Linked DNA regions of Mus musculus: regions 2, 3 and 4 are each linked to region 1. A link is a contact called in public HiChIP or PLAC-seq, Micro-C and promoter capture Hi-C data. All regions are on one chromosome and are shown on one strand. Each heading gives the region's core, a stretch centred on a gene start, on an enhancer-like site or on the middle of the called end of the contact. The rest is flanking DNA. Distances are from core to core; before and after follow the strand shown.

What was found. Promoter capture Hi-C pulls out the DNA fragments that hold promoters and counts their contacts. Hi-C and Micro-C count contacts between places; a contact is called where the count stands out from the background. HiChIP or PLAC-seq counts read pairs in DNA pulled down with a chosen protein or histone mark.
Region 2: a promoter capture Hi-C map of embryonic stem cells shows a contact between it and region 1, with 4 times the contacts expected there. The contact joins the promoter of Hkdc1 here to the promoter of Col13a1 in region 1. A contact is called at or near these places in 7 of 39 promoter capture datasets (the 3T3-L1 cell line, the C10 cell line, embryonic stem cells and 3 more) and 1 of 115 datasets of contacts at active chromatin or transcription factors (neural tube).
Region 3: a Micro-C map of embryonic stem cells shows a contact between it and region 1, with 4 times the contacts expected there. The contact joins the promoter of Tysnd1 here to the promoter of Col13a1 in region 1. A contact is called at or near these places in 1 of 484 Hi-C or Micro-C datasets (embryonic stem cells) and 2 of 115 datasets of contacts at active chromatin or transcription factors (embryonic stem cells and fetal liver).
Region 4: a contact with region 1 is called in an H3K4me3 HiChIP or PLAC-seq map of embryonic stem cells, with 26 read pairs. The contact joins the promoter of Aifm2 here to the promoter of Col13a1 in region 1. A contact is called at or near these places in 1 of 115 datasets of contacts at active chromatin or transcription factors (embryonic stem cells) and 1 of 9 other capture datasets (pancreatic islet).

The regions. Positions count from the first base shown.
Region 1 is chr10:61,977,272-61,980,691 of GRCm38.p6, reverse strand. It overlaps Col13a1 (collagen, type XIII, alpha 1), which reads left to right and starts at 1,584. Exons shown (of 41, transcript NM_007731.3): 1 at 1,584-2,343. The coding sequence starts at 2,056.
Region 2 is chr10:62,420,975-62,424,394 of GRCm38.p6, reverse strand. Hkdc1 (hexokinase domain containing 1) reads left to right here and starts at 1,938. Exons shown (of 18, transcript NM_145419.1): 1 at 1,938-2,097. The coding sequence starts at 2,035. Gm30322 (a long non-coding RNA gene) reads right to left here and starts at 1,889. Exons shown (of 3, transcript XR_380484.3): 1 at 1,824-1,889.
Region 3 is chr10:61,693,638-61,697,057 of GRCm38.p6, reverse strand. It overlaps Tysnd1 (trypsin domain containing 1), which reads right to left and starts at 1,544. Exons shown (of 4, transcript NM_027912.1): 1 at 316-1,544. The coding sequence starts at 1,487.
Region 4 is chr10:61,713,344-61,716,763 of GRCm38.p6, reverse strand. It overlaps Aifm2 (apoptosis-inducing factor, mitochondrion-associated 2), which reads right to left and starts at 1,501. Exons shown (of 10, transcript NM_001284300.1): 1 at 1,412-1,501.

The DNA of each region.
Region 1 (3,420 bases), core at 335-2,834:
GCGTGAAGAAGCCTCAACTTGCTCAATTTCCTGTAGTGAACACTGCTGCTGAGAAACTCTCCAGCGCCCCCTAGTGGTTCTGAGTGCCTCTGAGTTCTCAGGCATTTGTACTGGGAGGAGATATCCCTTGACCAGGCTGGAGACCCAGAGGCCTGTTTGTTAATGAGACACATCAAGGAAATCTTGACATTGGGACTTCCTGGGCACCAGTCCTGTCAGCTGCATTGCTTTCTAGCCTCGTAGTAGTTCTCCGTGGTATCCAACTACCTAGCAGTCAGTCTTACATTAAGTCTATATAAGTACTGTATTACAAGCTCCCATTCCGTTAGGTGTGCACTCCACACTAATGTTTGCATTGCATATAACGCTCCTTCTCACTGGTCAACATGCAAAATGTAAAGTTTGCCTTGTTACTAGGAAAGGACGCTCACTCCCACACCTCTGTCACCCCCCACTTCCGGTTCACAGTTCAAGGGCCAGCCTACCCTCCCCTGCCCGATGCTTCAGCCCCACCACCTCATTTTCAGGAGTGTCTAGAGGCACAAGGAAATGAAAAGTCTACTGACAAACGTCACTCAAAGTGGGGAGCGGGGGTAGAAAAGAGAGGAAAATACCAAATGCAGAACTCCCAAAGACCACTAGCTCGTGGCAGTCAAGGAAGCCACCACAGGGTTAGCTTTGAGGTGGATAAGGGGAGATGGAGTGTGTATGTATGAGAACTGCCCGCCTTTGATGGCTTGCAATCCTAGGTTGGCTAGTCTGCTATGCGTCTCAGCTCAACATAAATAAGAGTCCCGCCCCCCTCCCCGCACCCGCCCGCGCCTGTTAGACATCCTAGGATAAACCCGGGCGATGGGCGTGACCCCTGATAAATTTCTGTTCTGTAGGTCTTTAGGTTTAGTTCTGAAAGAGAAAAGGTGGGGGGGGGGGTCAATACCGCTGCCCCGAGGCGCTGGGTTTACCACTCTGAGCGAATCTGTGGTTGGTGGCATGGTCCCACCAGAGACACCTGCAAAGAGCAGGGCCCTGGGTAGAAATGGTGAGGGAGAGATTGTCTGCTGTCACTGCAGATCTCCCAACTCAGGACGTACAGGACCAAGCAGGCGTCCAGACAGTGATTCAACAGGTTGCCCGCAGGGTCCCCCACACCCACCACCACCCACCACCCAGGCCCTAGGAAAGAGGAGTGCTGTGGTGCGGTGCATTGGGTGGCAGGAGGGTCCCCGATGTTCTGGGAAAGCGGGGTGCTGTGATGCCAGGTCCCTATGTCTTTGAGGTCTTGAGTGTGAATCTTTGGACGGGAAAAGGAGCGCAGCCTCCGCTCCACCCCATACCCCCTCCCCGCCTATAAATAACCCCAAGTGTCACTTCAAAGGGCACCAGGAGCCCCGGACGGGGGCTACCGAGGTCGGCGGGGCCCCGCACACCACGCCCCCCACCCCAGGCGACTTTGCATAAATAAACAAACCCCAGCCGCAGCCCCGCAGGAGGCGGAGGAGGAGCGGGAGGAGGGCGAGGGAGGGGCGCAGGAGATTAGTTTGGGAAGTAGCGCCCGGCGCTCATCCGATCCGCGCGGCCGCGCCGGCTGTGTCAAGTTACAGAGGCGCCAGAATCGGCCCCAGCGCGGCTCACTGCAGCCACGACCCACCTCTGCCCATGGGGCCCTGCATGCGTGCCCCTTCGCCCGGGGACTGACACCCGTTCTCCCCGGAGACACAAAACACCCAGAAGGACCCCGAGCGTCGCACCAGCCCGAGAACTCTGCAGAAGAGAGAAGGGAAAGAGTGGGGAGCGGGGCCAGATCCCCGAACTTGGAACATTCTTCGAAATAACTTTTTTCTTACTTTGGCGTACTCCGATCGCGTCTGCTGGTGGCTCTTGGCTGCTCCCGACTCCGACTGCTCATTTTCGGTCCTCTTTGGCGAGCAAAGGAAAGGGACGTCCTCTAGCCACGTTAACCCCCTTTCCCCTTGCCTCTCAGTTTGGATCGCGCCTCTTGGATCTCGTTTTTATTTATTCTATTTATTTATTTATTGGCTCTCAAGACGCGAGGGCATGGTGGCGGAGCGCACCCGCAAAGCGGCAGCCTCTGGCAGCCGCGGCCCTGGGGAGCTGGGCGCTCCGGGGCCCGGGACAGTGGCGCTGGCTGAGCAGTGCGCTAGGCTGCCGAGCCCCGGGTGCTGCGGACTGCTGGCTCTAGCGCTGTGTTCGCTGGCGCTCAGCCTGCTCGCCCACTTTCGGACCGCGGAGCTGCAGGCCCGGGTGCTGCGCTTGGAAGCAGAGCGCGGGGAGCAGCAGATGGAGAAAGCTATTTTGGGACGAGTCAACCAACTGCTGGACGAGGTTTGTGCCCTTTGTTGCTGCCTTTTATCCCCACCCCGAGGCGCCCCCTCGCGCAGTCCCGGGACTCCACGGGCCGGCACGGGCCGGCGCTCTTTTGCACGCTCGCCCAGGTTGCCTGTCCTAGAACTGTGGGTAGGGATCGCTGCTGAGCTGCCAGGTATTCAGAGCACCATGCGCGGGACCTCCCAGCTCCGGGAGACCCCGGGGTCTTGCGCTGGGGGCGCCCTACGCGCGCGGCGGTCAGGTGGAGAAAAGCAGGGCGCGCAAAAGGTGCGCAGAGGCCGCCAGGGCTGGTTGCGGGAAATAGTCTGGGTGCACGCTTGCAGGGGGGCTCTGGTGGCCCTGTCCGCTCCACGAGGGTGAGTGCTGCCTGGTTTTATGGTCACATTTGGAAGCAGGGAAAGAGAGTGAGCCATTTAAGGACCTAAAGGGACAATTTCTAAAGTGGATTGCTCTTTGCTGGTCCCTGTTTGCTGTTTCTGGCCCCTAGGGCCCAAGTGTGAGTTTCCTGGCTCAGTCCTCCTCAGGGTCCCGTTAACCTATGACTCTTCCGGCTGTGGCCTCTGGAATGATCCTAACTCAATCCCTGCAACTGCGGAAAGGATGCAGCTCTCTCTCAAAAGTCTCCCTTCCCAGGTAGTTAAAAAGTTACTAATGCATGTCTTTGCTCGGGGAATCCTGAGAGTGCTCGTGGCAATGCCATCCTCCCTGGGGAGGCGGGAAATGCAGACTCCAGTGGGGCGGAGTGTGGGTGTGGGCGATAAGGAGGGAAAGCGGAACCCAAGATGGAGTGGGGCTGGCGGCCTAAGAGAATCTGAAGAGCACAATGGGAGGTGTGTGAGATAGTAACTGAAAGGGTGCTGCTGAAAAGCCAGCAAGTAGCTCTGTCCTTTTCTACCTATCTTGGGATTTATTGGGATGCTGTGCAAACTGGGACACATACTGTAACCTCTCTGAGCTTACAGAATGATGGCGAGCATTAGCCAGATCTAATTGGGTTGGTTAGGTCTCTCCCGCAGTTAGGTTTCTCTTGGGTGCTTCTTTTATAGTAATTCCCTAGATGGCCCCATGGGGGAA
Region 2 (3,420 bases), core at 689-3,188, 440 kb before region 1:
GGCTGTTCTGGAACTCACTTTATAGACCAAACTGGCCTCGAACTCAGAAATCTGCCTGCCTCTGCCTCCCAAGTGCTGGGATTAAAGGCATGTGCCACCATGCCCGGCTAGTCGACTGAATTTTACAGTGTGTTTTCTTAGTGTTTGGAAGAGTGGAGTCAGGACTTTGTTTTTCAGGAAACCCCTTTCCCTGTTGGGGAGGGTCTACTGAAATGCTGTCTGTGCTTAACTTTCCAGCTTTGCTGAAACTTCAACCTCGCAGAGTCTTAGTAGTTACCAGATGAGCACTGGGTGGAAGGTGCGTTGGAGAGTTGGCCTTGAGTACTGGTCATGAGCTGGGCTCTGGAATCACATTTCTGGGGTTGCTTCCTGGCTGAAGCATTCACAACCGTGATTTTGAGGAAGACACTAAGCACTTCAGGGCCAGCTTCCTGATCTATAAGATGGGATGAATAAAGTCCCCATCCATGGCAGCGGCTGCTAATGACTTCACACCCAGACATTCTGGGCTAGCTGCTACAAAATGGTCTGTCTAGATACTCTGGATGCACATGACCTTTAATAGTCATTAAGCCTCAGGTTACTTAGCTAACTCACACCTGAAGGGGACATGCTCTCCTGTGCTTAGACAACACACAGTACGCCTTATAACACGAACAGCCTTTGCTGTCCTTTGCCTCAGTGAAATCCCATAGGCTGCCTGCCTGCCTGCCTCACTCCCAGGCTACTGGACACTGTAGAAGTCTTTGATTTTGGTTGTTTTCCTTCTGCCCACTCCTTGTCATAATCTCATATCCCATCCTGGAGTGGATGGCCTTGCTGGCCATCACTGAATTCACTAACCAGCCAGTGGCTGGGAGGACTGCAAAAGGTTGTGTTCCCATGTGGCAGATCCTTCTCATACCACGCATGGTGAGAGCAGAGGGCAAGAAACCAGGTGTCTCAATGGTAGTACATCCTTCCTGCGCAGCACTCCAGCAGGGCCTGGTGGCTTCCATTCTTAATGCCCCCACCTCCCAACACACACACACACACACACACACACACACACACAGAGAGAGAGAGAGAGAGAGAGCAGCCCCAAGCTACTAAAGGCTGTCTGGCTTACCACTGTGGAGTATTGATTACTTCTCATTAGCTTATCTGCCACAGTAGAGGAATTGTCTCAGCATTTTTTTTTTTTTTTGAATCTGCAGGACCAGGACACTGCTTAGCCTTAGTTAAGATGGTGCCTCAGAAGCCAGGCAGCAGTGGCACACAGCTTTAATCCCAGTACTCGGGAGGCAGAGGCAGGTGGATCTCTGAGTTCGAGGCCAGCCTGGTCCACAGCCAGAGCAGCCAGTTTTACACAGTACTCCTTATAACACGAACTCCCTCTCAACAGCAAAAGGAATTAAGGCACTGGGGCAGGGGTGGGGAGGGCAGCTCTAGAGTGCTTACCTAGCTTCTATGACGTCCTGGGTTCAAGCCCCAGCAGGAAAGGAAAAAGTATTTAAGAGACTTTATTGGAAAAGATACAGGGAGCCAATACCAGTGAAACCCATCTGGAAACAAAAAACAAAACCAAAGACGCTGCCTAGGATACCAGGAGTCTACAGTCCTGTTGCCTCGCTGAGAAGAGGAATTCTGGAACTGGGATTTAGTTCATAAATTGGCTCTGTTTTGCTCCCCCCACCCCACCCCCAACTTCTCACAAGCTTTTCCTTAGCTGAGTGGTCTTAGAGCACAGGCCTTAGTGTGTCACTTAGCAACAAGATTTTCTCGATGCTCAGTTCTCAAATAGTCAAGTGAGCCATCAATCCCCAGCCTTCCCCTCTGCTTACCTTCAGCTCCCACCAGAGCCTCCTGTTAGACAATCGAGTGTGTGGCGGAGGGAGGGACCAAAGACGGGCGAAGTTTAATCATTGAACCGAGCAGCTGGAAGTATTTAGCCCAAGCACCCACCTCCCCGCCCAAACTAGAGGCGTGCAGCACTCCGCAGACAGAGAGTGTACTGAAGACTCGGCGCTCTCGGGAACAACCGCACTTGGGAACATGTTTGCAGTACACTTGGTGGCGTTTTACTTCACCAAGCTGAAGGAGGACCAGATCAAGAAGGTAAGGACTCTGAAGCTGAGGTGTCTGGCCCAGTCTACGCTGACAGACCCAACAGACTCCCTCTCAACAGCAAAAGGAATTAAGGCACTGGGGCAGGGGTGGGGAGGGCAGCTCTAGAGTGCTTACCTAGCTTCTATAACGTCCTGGGTTCAAGCCCCAGCAGGAAAGGAAAAAGTATTTAAGAGACTTTATTGGAAAAGATACAGGGAGCCAATACCAGTGAATGTCTCAGGGAGGAAGAGGTAGTAAGTGTCCCACATTGCTCATTGTCCCTCGTCCCGGCTTTCAGTCAGAGCCTCTTGGCAAATATGGGAAATTGGAAGTCTTCAAAAAGTTCTAGGAACTTTGTGCCCAATTCAGGGCCATTTAGGGGCAAGGCCACGACGAAGGTGAGTCGTTTATAAAGAAAGAGATCTTTTTGTTTGTTTGTTTGGTTGGTTTTTCGAGACAGGGTTTCTTTGTATAGCCCTGGCTGTCCTGGAACTCACTTTGTAGACCAGGGTGGCCTCGAACTCAGAAATCTGCCTGCTTCTGCCTCCCAAGTGCTAAGATTAAAGGCGTGTGCCACCACGCCCGGCTAGAAAGAGAACTTTTAAAAGTGCATCCGATTATTCATGTGTTTGAAATCAAATGGAAATAAAGGCACCAAGAGAAAACCTGGGGTTTATTTTATGATTTTGACACAGGGTCTTATATGGCCCACTCTGGTCTGAGACTACAATCTCAGTCTCCCAAGTGCCTGGAATTACAACCTACTCGGCATGGCTGGCATGTACATTTTAACACAGTTGTAATTTTCAGCATGTCCTATTGTCCTATTAATAGGTCAGAGTTTTTTGGCTACTTTGCCCCAGCTACAAAATCAAGATGGGCTCTAGTTGACTGATGAGACCAGGATTATCTCCTGGCAGCTAAAATGAGTGCAGCCTGTGTCCCTGGTCACACTCACTGGCTGCTGACAGCTGCAAGGAGGAGGATGTAGCATCTCCATTGACAACAGGAGTCCTCTGGGCAACCAGACTCTGCCAAGGTCACCCGGGCACTAACAGTACACTGAAACTGGCAGATGCCTCCTCTAGCCTTCTAAATGCTTTTCAAACTTTGAAAGAAGAAGTATGGCCCCCTTGTAGCCCCTTCTTTGCTAGTGGGTAAACGCCGCCTGTCTGCAGTCCATGAGAGCCAGGGCAAGCCGGAGAGTAGAAACCCATTTGCTTTGACAGCTTTTCATTCTGTCATTTGTTGGACTAGATTCCCAGAACCCCCTCTGCTGACTGCTTGAGGGGTGTAAAGTCCTTTGCAGCCCTGTTTCAGAACTCATTGCTG
Region 3 (3,420 bases), core at 295-2,794, 280 kb after region 1:
GGTTGAAGTTCTTAGGGTCAGCCTTCTATGGTCAAAGGGCTTTCACAGGGCCTAAACTGCAAAGCCAAGAGACAGAAAAGCTGCCCAAAGAGTTTCATGCTAGCTAAAGGGCTCAAAGTCACCCAGTCCTACCTGCTGCTGCCCATAGTCCCACGGGTCCCCGCGCTAAGAGTCGCTTGTGCCTGGCAGTTTGCTCAAGCTTCGCTGGGCCCTATCAAGAGGCCCAGATCCCCTCACTGGAGTCCTGGTTGTCAAATATGAACTGAGGTCTCTAACACTGGGGGCCTGGTGAGGGCGGGCAGTCCTGAGTCTTACTTGGGTGTAGCGGAGTGTACCAACACCCTGGCTGCTTCCCGGGGTGCCACATGGCGACAGGTGACCACCAGGCGAGGCGCCACGACCACTCCGGAGCCCCACACGGTACCACACTCCACCAGCACCGCCGCGGCCGCCCACGGGGGTCCGAGATCGCGCAGAGGCAGGCCCCGTGGCGTGCTCACATCGGGTGGCGGCAGCAGCACAGACAGGGAAGCGGAGCCGGGGTGCAGACGGGCGAGCGCCCAGCGGGCAACCTGAAGCAGCGGGGCGGCGGCGCACAGCAGCGTGAGGCCCACCCACTCGCGGGCCTTCCAGCAGAGCGGCGCGGCCACCAGAGCCACCAGCGCACCCGCAGGTCGAGCGGCGAACACTCCGCCGCCTTCCGTGCCCGGCAGGCAGCGCGCGTCGGTGAGCAGCAGCGGCCCGGCCGCGTTGCTGAGCACGCCGCGGCTCAGCGTGTTGAGGAAGATGTCCGGGCAGAAGGCACCGAACGGAGAGCCACAAGCCAACAGCGGTGCGCCCTTGACCACGGCCCCGAGCGGTGCCACGGTCACCACCGGTCCGCGCCTCTCCTCCGCCGCCGCGCCCCGCTGCACCCGCAGCAGGGCGAACCAGCCGAGCGCGCGCAGCTGGTCCTCCTCTTCCTCCTCCGAAACCGCATCGTCGGGCGCCGAGCTTACGAAGTGCCATTGATCGACCGCATCGGCCCCGAAGAGCCGAGCGAAATGCGAGCGGAAGGCCGGGCAGCTGAGCAGCAACAGCAGCTGCGCTGGTCGCGGGGGCTGCAGAGGCCGCGCGCGGGCCCGGCTCGGGGCGCCGGGTTCGAGGCCCAGGCTTGCGCACTGAGGCGTGCACAGCCCCGGGAGTTCCTGATCCGCGCGACCGGCAGGGCTGGCAGCCGTGGGTCCCCACTGCACGTGGAGACGTAGGTCATCGCTGCAACTGTCGCCCGGCAGGAAGGCGGTGCCCGTCTGGGTCAGCGCCGCGCTGCCCGTCCGCAGGAAGGGGGTAAAGATGCCTCCGTGGCACAGCACTAGGCCTGGGTTACGGCTCAGAATCACCCCGCTGCAGCTCCACGAGCCCGCGTCAGGCTGTCCGGCCCGCGAGGCGCTCACCACGCAGCCCGCCTGCTCCGCCACTCTCATAGAGGGTCCCCATTGCCGCCCCATGGCTTCCCCAAGACGTCGCACAACGGCTGTCACCACAGGGCGACTGGCGCAAACTCTGACTCAGGCCTCCTTGCCGAGCCCGATTGGCTAAACCTCAAGCGACCGCTCTTATTGGTTGGGCACAGCGCCGAGTCCTGATTGGCTATTGATGCTACTCCTCGTTTGCTAATCCTCCTTTCCCCGCCCTCTTAATTTAGCCAGCCTAGGAATCCTTGGGTTTGGGGTGGCGGGGTGGAGGGGCGGGGGAAGAGGTGAAAAGAAACCTCCTGAGACACAGACGTGAAGCGTCACAGGGAAACCGACAAGGGCGACACTCCCCAGTCGAATCTCGTACTTGACCGGCATCTAACTGTACCCTACAGCCACTGCACGGATGTAAGCAACCTCCGTCTCTTGACAGTGGAACAATATGGGCCAAGGGAACCCTTGGTTGATTCAGTACGTACATTCATACATACATGTGTTTATTCTGGATTTTCGAGATAGGGTTTCTCTGCTTGGTGCAGGAACTCGAGCTGCAGACTAGGATGGCCTCGAACTCGGGATCTACCAGTTTCTACCTCCCAAGCCACCAAACCCCGATCTACTTAAAAAATTTTGTAAATCCTACAACAATCCACTAGGGGGCATGCGACTCACAAAATTGCTCCTAGGACAGTTACTAAAATTCCTAAATACATAAATTGTTTTGAAAGTGGCACAGGGTGCCACTTTTTGGCCCACACTGGCATCGAACTTCGGCAGTTCTTCTGCCTACATCCTCCCTAGAGTCCAGGGATTACAGTTTTACTTTACCCATGGGTTATTTAACCATGTATTATACAACCTTTCACACGACATGTCTAACCACCACTCCGGATTTATGTTAGGTCAGGGCAAATACTTTGAAAGTACAGACTGAACTAGTTCAGGTTTTGTGGGCTATAAAATCATCACTTCCAAATATTCAGCATATAACCCAGTCTCGTAATTCGAATTTCATAACAGCTCATCTCCTCCACCATTTACAAGTGTAAAAATCAAGACTGGAGAGGAGGGCTCAGCACTTAAGAGCTCTAAGCACTTACAGCTCTAAGCATGGACCTTAGTTTGGTTCCCAGCACCCACATGGTACCTTACAGTTGCTTGTAATTATAATTCCAGGATATTCAATACTCTCGTCTGGCATCTGCTGTCCCCTGAACTCATGACTCAGGCAGGCAAACACGTACACATAAAATATAGTATTAAAAAGTTCCTCACTTTCCAAGGACAGGTGGGCATGAACAGGTATGTTTGGAGAGACTTCATGAATCTCTCTAAAGTATATTAATGGTTTTTGGTTTGGTTTGGCTTGGTTTTTCGAGACAGGGTTTCTCTGTGTAGCCCTGGCAGTCCTGGAAATCACTCTAGACCAGGCTGGCTCAGAAATCGGCCTGCCTCTGCCTCTAGAGTGCTGGGATTAGAGGATGTATTAATGTTCAGTGAGACTTCTGGGAATGGAGTTAACACTGCTGCTGCTTTCCCAGCCTCACACCTAATGCTTCCAGTGCTCCTGTGTCACAAACCTACCTAATAAGGGCAAACAGCGGTTGAGGCAGACAGAACTGGAATGAAGCGCATTCTCAGAGCAGGCAGTCCTGGGTTTGCAGACACAGATGACAAGATCTACTTTCCCCAACTTCCTAGCAATTAAGACTCTCTAGAATCCATTAATTCCCCCTTGATGCCCTTCAAGTCTCCAGCGCCCTCTGTTCCTGATTAAGGTGGTTTAGGGCTGATCACAGTACAGACGGCCCAAGTCAGCCAGCAGCACCTTGTGTTAAGGCCCTCAGAACTCTGACTCTCAGGTCTCTCTCTGTCCCTGGCAAATATACCCTTTGCCCACAGAACCAGTCTCCTTCCCCTGTAAAGGTGATCTCAGGACACATCCAGCATGTTTTGTTTCGGATTT
Region 4 (3,420 bases), core at 252-2,751, 260 kb after region 1:
TTCTGCCATAGCTGTTCAGAGGTCAAGCTTCAGACAACACACAACAGGAACCCTGTGCACCCAGGCCAAAGTGAAGCCACCCTGCTGTCTCCGCCACAAAAATCACCACCCAGCCTTTTGAGTCATCCAGGCTTCTCAGGAAGGAAAATTTCAACATTGACACACAGGGTAGCCACATCTCCACTGTGGCCTCGAGGCAGAAGAGGCTCCTGAAGTGTGACTCAATAGGCTATGATATCTGTCCCCTCTTCCACTGGGGAAGGGAGGCGATGGCTCCCCTCTTTGGACACCAAAGACCAGGCTGAGAGTGAGCACTCTAGGGACAGCTGCTGAGGAATGCACCCCTAGATATACCGTTGAAAAACACCCCATGCTAAAAGGGACTGGCTGATAGAATGAAGAGGAGAAGGAAAAGAAGCACTCACTTTGGCATAGACACTCCTGCACTCAGACACACACACACACACACACACACACACACACACACACCCCAAGTGACCTGCCCATCCCTGGCCATTGCCAACCTGCATCTCCCTCCAGACAAGGCCCACTGGCTGTACAGTACTTGATAGGCCCAGCTCTAGTGAACAGGAGGTGACTTAGGCCAGTGTTGACATGCAGTCCCTTGAGAGTGTGGCTGAGCACTTGGGGTGTGTTGGCAGGGGACACAGGCTCATGTTAGAAGCTGATGCTAGCCTTGGTTCATAGGTGCTGAGTGGGGAGATCTGGAAGTTTCTTTCCAAACTACACCTGTCCTCCCCCGGGGGCCTCAGCTCTTAAGACAGCTGAGCATTCCCCCCCCACACCCCTAAATCCCAGGGTCAAAATTATCTTAGTGAGCTATGGGGATGTGTGGAGTGTGTGGTCTTGGAAAGAACAGGGTGCCTGGGAAGAGGGGGAGGAGGGAGGAAGAAAGAGTAAGAGAGAGGGAGAGTGGGAAAGGGAAAGAGAGAGGGGGAGGAGAGAAAGAGAGAGAGGGAGAGAGAGAGAGAAGAGAAGGGGATTCAGTCATTGCTGGTCTCGCTTTTTCTAACAGAACCCCTATTTCACAGGGGGGCGGGGTGAAGCAGGCCTCCAATGCACCCCTGGGTAACCCTACTCACTTTCTCTGAGATTCCTAAGGGTCTCCCGCTGCACTCAGACACCTCAGTCCTTCTGTCTGAGACCCTCCCAAGATCAAGGCCACGCCTGCCCCGCTACCCCTGCGCGTCCTGCTTCCCCCTCCCAAGACCCCAAGTTCTTCCCGGACAGATTTAGCGGACATTGAGGAGCAATGAATCCCGAGGAACCTGGTCCTCCGGACCGGCGTTAAGTATCCTAGGCAACGGCCCCCTCCTAATTCCGCGGCCCCTGTCATGCCCCTAGTGTACCCCACGCCGCGCGAGGGAACAAGGATCCCCAGTGACCTCACCTGTAGCGGTCCTTGGTCCTCGCGTCTTCCGGCGCTGAGGCCCCGTGTCGGGGCGTGCCCATCACTGTCTCCGGGTCGCAGCCCCGCCCCGAGCCCCGCCCCCGAGCCCCGCCCCTCCCGCTGCCCTGGAACTGACCTTGACCGCCTACCAGCCGCTCCCTACTTGGACACTCCCAGCGCTGATGCAGCCTAGCTAGCCTCTCAGCCTGCCAAGATCCTGCGCCTTAGTTTTGCCAGGGGTTTCTGGGAGACAACCGAGAGCCTCCCCAACACACACACACACACACACACAAACACACACACACACACACACACACACACACACACACACACACACACACTAGCTTTGCCATCTGCACACATGTGCATACGGACTGAGCGCCTGCTGTTCGCCCAGTCTTTGGTCCTGCACTGGAGCTTTAAAATGGAGAGCGGAACCGGTATATCCTTTGGTTATATGGTAGCCTGGAGAAAGAAGGGGTTTAACACAAGACTCAGGAGCTGTTTGCCTATCCTGAGTGCCCTGGATTTCTTACCCACAGAAGCAGAGCACGGTGGTGCATACCTGTAATCCTAGCATTTAGGAAGTAGAGGCAAGAGGGTTAGAAATTGGCTACTGAGTCCACTTTGGACTTCCTGAGATCCTGTCAAAAAAATGAAGCCATCAAACCACCACTGCTGACAGACTGCAGTGGTGCAGCCTTTAATCCCAGCACTAGGGAGGCAGAGGCAGGAGGATGTCTGTTGAGTTTGAGGCCAACTCGGAGCAAGTTCCAGGACATCCAGGGGCTACACAGAGAAACCAGGTCTCAAAAACCCTACAAAACAAAACAACAACAACAAGAAGACAAACAAAACACTACCACATCTCCTGTCACCTACTGCTGTAAGGAAGCTTGGAGATCAAAAAGTATTCAGGCCTCTCTCCCATACTGAAGTCAGCCCTGAGCAAGGGAGAGAAGCAAGCATGTGTGCCAAGTCACAGAAGGATGCCAGAGATAGGAAAGCCAGAGCATTCGAAGCTACATAGGGGAACGATAGGGCATCTGTCTCCAAGCAGATATTGTCCCCTACCCTAGGGGCAGTAGGCAAGTGTCCGTGAGGTCACGTACATACCTGAGCAGGGTGTACTAACTCATGCTTGTACCCACAGCCACTGGGGAGGCTGAGACAAGGAGGTTTACAAGTTCAAGGATATCCTGGGCTACAGTGAGAGACCCTGTCTCAAACATACATAGGCAGTAGGTAGCATTTCTTTATTTGGTTGGTTGTTTTGTTTTGCTTTGAACACTTGTTTTGATGAGAATTTCACACATGAACATTTCCATCATTTCCATCCTGTCTTCTATAATTGCTACTGTTGCACACACAGAAACAGACAGAGACAGAAGCTACCTGAAGGGCTCCAACAGGCCCAGGCACGACATACATGGTACCAGCAGCTTTTACCCTTTCCCCTTCCCTCTCCTGGCTAAATCCTTAGATCATTACTAAAGCTAGCCCCGCAAGGTCGGCTCCCCTAACTGGCCTCTGACTCATTTCTGAGACTGAACACCAAGGTCCAGCCATCAAAATTCATGATTTGGCTGCACTGGCTAACTGTCCAGTCAGGATTCACCAACTCATCTGAGTACAGACTTCCCCTTTTTCTCCTTAAAAACTGTCCTTCAGAGACACCTGCTGCTGCCTTTGTCCCATCCACAGGCAGCTCCCCACCCTCCACCAATTTGATCTTCTGGGGTAATAACTCTCCTTTGGTGCCTGGGGGTGTTCTGAGCCACCTCCAAGCTCCCCTCCCTTCACTAAGTCCGTTTCATATTTCCCTTATGAACATGTAACCATCTGGGAATGGGTAATGTCAGCAGAATGAGGTTTCCCTAGAGAAACCTCATAATCAACCTCTCTCTCTCTCTCTCTCTCTCTCTCTCTCTCTCTCTCTCTCTCTCTGAAGCCACTAACTGCTAACTTTAGAGATGGGGCCTTATGAAATTTCCCCATCTGCACAGCAT